Linked DNA regions of Zea mays: region 1 is linked to region 2. A link is a contact called in public Hi-C data. All regions are on one chromosome and are shown on one strand. Each heading gives the region's core, a stretch centred on a gene start, on an enhancer-like site or on the middle of the called end of the contact. The rest is flanking DNA. Distances are from core to core; before and after follow the strand shown. Region 1 holds the start of LOC100282903 (dnaJ domain containing protein). Region 2 holds the start of LOC103653436 (RNA-binding protein 25).

Region 1 (2,956 bases), core at 189-2,688, 390 kb before region 2:
TACATCAAAAAAAAATTCAAGATTTTTTATTGATTGTCTCCGCTCTCTGTATAATATATTTTTTGATTTGGCTAAGTGATGTCATTGTTTACTCCATACAAATATGTCTTGGTACAACACGGCCAATGAAGTGAGCGATTATAAGAGAGTTCACAACGATTGACTGAATGAACAGAGATTATAAAATGACATAATTCTATCATACATAGACCAAATAAGAGAAAGTTTGTGAGATCAAGTTTCTAAAATAAGTCCCATAAAGTCAAACTTATAAAAAAGATAGATCAAAATATGGAGTGATTGCTAAAGTCAGGCATCAATAAAAACTGGATGTGCTCCGTATAAATTATGCTACTTTATAGCAATTACTAACGTTTAAAACCAACAAATAAACTTTCATTTTGTTGTTAGTGTGACAAATCATTGATGCTTCATCCAATTCAGCAACCTCAAACATCATGTAGTCCATTGCGCCAATGTGGTCTCATAAACGACCTAATGCTTGCAAGAGCCAAGAACGTCGTGTCGTGCTTGGGCTGTAGTCTCGGCCCGTAGTGCTGGCCGGGCCCGACACGATTATTTTTTTATTTTACAAAAAAAATGTATATACCTATATACAATTTATATTCAATATTAAAAACATCTTAGTGTGATGTTCTACTGGTTAGACAGTTTCACTCAGTGTCTCCTGCTCTTCTTCCATCAGGGCATGGGTTCAACCCCACCTCCTGCACCGTTTTTTTGACATTTTACGCTGATTTAATTAAATGGATCGACGGGTTAACAGGCTGACCCGACACAGTTAGCAGGCCGGCATGACGTGCCTGTGCCATAGTTGTGGCCCGCGTGCATCTAGCCCGTATCGGGCGTCGTTACGCTGGTTTAATTAAATGGATCGATGGGCTAACGAGCTGGCCCGACACAGTTAGTAGGCCGACATGACGTGGCTGTGTCATAGTTGGGCTCGTGTGCATGTAGCCCGTATCGGACGTTGTTTGGCATCTATAGACGTGCAGCGGATTAATTTGAAATAGATGTGAGAGGTTATTTGTAAAAAAATGACGCATGACGTCCGTTGAAACTGATGCTTTAAATATAGTATAGATTATAGATTATAGATTATAGATATAGATTATAAACTACTTGAAAGATCTTTTCGTTTTTAAGTTGGCGGTACGGTATGCATATCTAGCGCACGTTCAAGTTATTCAATTTGTAGACTATTTAAGGCCTGCCTTAGTGGGCCAGATCAGGGCTCATTCTCATGTGTCGGTCCTCAATTTAGTCCATTTAAAATTAGGGAAATTTGGATCCATACCATTAAAAGATCACCACTTTGGATCCATACCATTACTATCTCACTTACATGTGGGTCCACATGAGTCAATGACATATGAGGTCCATGGTATATATCTAAAGTTTGGATCTTTTAATTGTATAGATCCAATTGTTCCTTAAAATTACGACTCGCACCCACGGACCCACCAACCACGCCGCCGCCGGCCGGCCACCTTTCTCCATTCTCCGTCAATCGTCATCCTATCCGATCCCCAACTAGGCAACTACTCCGTCTCACGCCTCTCCTGTCCCCTCTCGCCGCTCTCGCCCCGCCTCTGCCTCCGCCTCCGCCTCCTCCATCGCACCCAGCTTTCCTCCCCACCCCACCGCCACTCCTACCCCGCCACGTCGTGTAGTCGCGGCGGCGGATATGCAAGCCGCCGCCGCCTTCAACCAGGCAGCCTTCACCGTCCGCTCGCTGCATCGCCCCCCGAGGCCCCTCCATCTGTACGCTCGGCTCATTTCCATCCTATTGACGTGTTAGCTAGCCAGTTGTTAGTTTTCGCCTCCACGTGCTGATTAGTTCAAGCGTCGTGGGTGAATTTTGCAGAGCTGTTGCGGAGGATGCTTTTGCGGGGATAAGAGGCGCGCCCCTTACACGGCCCCGGTGCTGCGGGAGCCTCTCTGTCGGCGTCGGCAGCTACGACAGCGGTAAGGACGGAGAAACCGTAGACCCAGTTAATGTCGTAGCTGCTACCTTGCTTATCTAGGAAGCTAAACTCGGGAGGCATTAGCATTACAAGTATGTTTTAGTTTATCTGGTTCAGAATAAATAAAAACAATTGAACATTATCCTAAAGGAAAGAGAGATACTGATAGAGAAGGTTTTGATTTGTGTACAAGGGGGTGTTTGTTTGGGATTATAATCCACCTAGATTATATAATCCAACAATTTTTGAACTAACTTTTAGTTCAAAAGTTGTTAGATTATATAATCTGGATAGATTATAATCTCAAACAAACACCCCCTAAGTGTATAACCTCCTGTTACCAAATAAGCTTCTTTCAGCCTAAAAGATGCTCAGTAGTTTTCCGAAGGCAATCTATGTGAATAATTTATCATGCCACCTTTTTGTTGACCGTAAAAACCTCCACATAGTCTGCAAAAATCATTTCTTCTGGTCAACTCTGTTGTTCTGTGAGATAAGAGAAATGTCGAGACACAATTTGGCCTGTGATATCCACAAATGTTACCTCCTTGGGAAACCATTAGTCACCTGTGTCCCAGCCCTATTTGCGACCCCCCCCCCCCCCCCTTTTTTTATTTGGTGAATCTAGGATATGGTTACTGGCTGATAAGAACTGTTCCCCTCTGGACTCATTGTCCTGATAAGATGAAGCAAGATGAAATCTAGGTACAGAACCTACTTTTCACTTTTTTTTTATAATGAAACTTACTTTTCATATTGTGAGGCTGGGGTTTGACCTGTCTTTGTTTATTGAGGCTCTGCAGAAATCTAGGTACAGAACCTACTTTGCCATTCTTTTGGTCTGCAACTGTTTCTAGGGCCAAAGCGTGTTAATACTGACTTAGGGCCAGTTTGATTCTTGACCTGGCCACACCACATGCATGGTGATCAAAAAGTGCGCCAAACTTTTGGCGAGAAGGGAGAAAAAG
Region 2 (2,802 bases), core at 240-2,739:
GCAAAAATAGCTGTAGATGGGTCAAAGGAAATTATAACGTTCGAAATGCATATGACATCTTGCCCTCAGACAACACCGTAATCCATTTCAAGATCCAAATCATAAATGAGAACTTATTAAAATTGATGAACAAGTGACGGTATGAAAATGTATGTCTATTCCCGTATATTGTACTAAAAACTTTGAAGAATTACGTCTGGGGGTAAATTATATCTACTAAATGCAACTATATACGCACAGCTACTTTCTACTCATTATATGTATCATGATGTAGGTGCATATCACGTAGCAAAAAGAGATGAATGATGCTCCCTATCCTTCGGTAAAAACATTGCTTTTATACACGGTTCTTTATTTGTTCCTACATGTACCAGTGTTTCTATTATATAGTGACCTGTTGATGCACTCTCCTTAATCAGATTTGGGTTTAAATTTTGTCGTCTATTATATATATCGTTGCAACGCATATGTTAACTATCACAAAATTTATGTATGGCTAGGATTATAAATGAATTATAAAACATTTTCTTCTAACAATATAACACATATTTATTGTGATATTATATACCTGTTGCAACGCACAGACATCATCTAGTAAACTACTATGAATGAATGAAGGGTGCCCGTAAGACTGTCTCCAGCAACGTCCCCTAAATTTCGTCCTCTAAAGGAATATTCTCTGTCCTTTACAGCACTCTCTAAAATTTTTTGTCCTCTATATCTTCTCAATCTCCAACAACGTTCCCTAAATTTGGTCCTCTAAAGCTACAGTAGACTTTCTTTTCTCCATTTCTTTAGTTTTTATTTGTTTTTTTCACCTTTTTATTATAAAAAATTTAACACCTTAATTTATGAAAGAAAAACCTTGTCAAAAAAATTTATAGCCAAATTACTCATCTTTCAATAGTAGCATTAACAAATTATTGGAAATTTATGTATATATTTGTTCGTTGCCACGTTCGTGTGTGCCAAAATCCTTAATTCAAATATTTAAAATAATTACTTTTAAAGATATAAATTACCAAACAGTGTAGATATGCGTACGGTCGTCCAAAGAAATGATAATCAAAGTCTGGAGGAAGCAACATGGGCCGATCGTCCACAGCAAAGAAATATTAAACAAAGCCGAAGAAGAATCACACAGCGTATAGAGAACGACCGCTCCTGCGCTACATCTAGGGTGTGTTTGGTTGCAATAATAGGACGGGGTGGGATGAGACGATCCCTCAAATAAGGTTGTTTGGTTCAGGGTAAAGGGTTGGGACAAGATTATCCCAGTGTTGTCCCTATTTATCTCTCAAAATTAGAGGGACGAAAGAGGACGTGAAGGAACGTCCCTGTCCTGATTGTCCCGCAACCAAACACACCCCTAGCGGACGGCGAGCACCCGGTAAGTTTTAGCGGACCTTTTAGCGGATGTTGTTGGGCGGAGACAGGACGAAAGAAAACGCTATATGTAGGGGACAGAATAATTTACAGGATATTGTTGGAGACAGCCTAATTCACGAGCGGGGCCAAGGCCCAACAGCGCATCCAGAGCCTCTCCATCCGGCTCGGAACAGTCGATCCACCAGCCAATCTTTGATCACCCAACCGGTCTCCTCGTGCTCTAACTCGAACCCAAACCAAACCACCGTCTCCTTGGCGGCTCCGCCCTACCACCATGGCTGCCGTCGCGCCTCCGCCCGACAACATGGACCCGCCGCCGGCCACTCCCCCAGCCGCCACTCCTGCCGCGACGCTAACCCCGCCTCCCGCCGCCACCTCCACCCCGCCAAACCCCGCGACGCCCGGCCCCGCGGCGCCTAGTCCAAACCCTAACCTGCCCCCCGCCCCCGCTTCCGCGCCTCCGGCGGCATTTGCGCCACCGATGCCCCCAGCTCCGGTCTCTTTCGCCGCTACCTTCCGCCCGCTCGGTGCTCCTGCGCCACCGCCGCCGCACCAGGTCCCGCAGTACGGCGCGTTGCCGCCGAACCCGGGCTACCCGATGCCGCCGCCGATGCAGCCGCCGGGCGTCCCCGTCGTCATGCCTCCGGGCTCCGTTCGGCCGCCGGTCATGTACGGACCGCCCCAGCCGGGAGCATACATGCCGCAGCAGGGCGCTGCGGTCCCCCATCCTGGTGGGTCCCTGATGTCCAACTCCGTTAACCTCTGCGACACCGCGACTTGGTACTAGTTAGTTCGTTAACGATGACGAAACTATGCCTCGCTCACTATTTTATATCCGGTGTTATTTCTCAAGTCTGAACCTTCAAGGTGTGCCATGAGCTGCGATGTTGAGGATCTCTTTGTGGGGTTCGGGAGAATTGAGAGGAATTGTGCAGTGGACATGGGGAGGGTGTTGGTTAGCGTTTAGACTTTAGAAGTGTGGTGCTAGTGCTTTAGAGTTAGAGAAACTGGGATCCGCTCGCTTGATAACGATGTCCGGATATTTCTCTGCTACAGCGGTGGTCGTGCCAGCCATTACTCCCCACAGCGAGAGGTGCCGGCTCATGTTTGATTCTGCAGCTCTAACTGAAGCTGTAGATCATTTGCTCCCTCACTGAGTGTGGTATGCCGAATGTTTGAATTTGAACTGGTTTTGTTTACATTGTCTAATTGATTTACATGCTTTAGCTCGTCTCACTGCTTAATTAGGCTCAGTTTCATTATGCACTTAGATGCTTCAGCTCTGGGTTGTCCCGAAAACTTGCTAAGGTATCATGATTTTCTGCCGTTTAATTTCATATGCCGGCCATATCCTTTTGTTATGGTTTCATATACATTTTTTTGATAAGAAGTGTAAAGTAGTGACATATTTGC

The links. Hi-C and Micro-C count contacts between places; a contact is called where the count stands out from the background.
Region 1: a Hi-C map of leaf shows a contact between it and region 2, with 7 times the contacts expected there. The contact joins the promoter of LOC100282903 here to the promoter of LOC103653436 in region 2. A contact is called at or near these places in 3 of 25 Hi-C or Micro-C datasets (ear, leaf and tassel).

The regions. Positions count from the first base shown.
Region 1 is chr4:81,282,402-81,285,357 of Zm-B73-REFERENCE-NAM-5.0, reverse strand. It overlaps LOC100282903 (dnaJ domain containing protein), which reads left to right and starts at 1,438. Exons shown (of 5, transcript NM_001155809.2): 1 at 1,438-1,785; 2 at 1,889-1,989. The coding sequence starts at 1,709.
Region 2 is chr4:80,894,701-80,897,502 of Zm-B73-REFERENCE-NAM-5.0, reverse strand. It overlaps LOC103653436 (RNA-binding protein 25), which reads left to right and starts at 1,489. Exons shown (of 7, transcript XM_008680338.3): 1 at 1,489-2,120. The coding sequence starts at 1,664.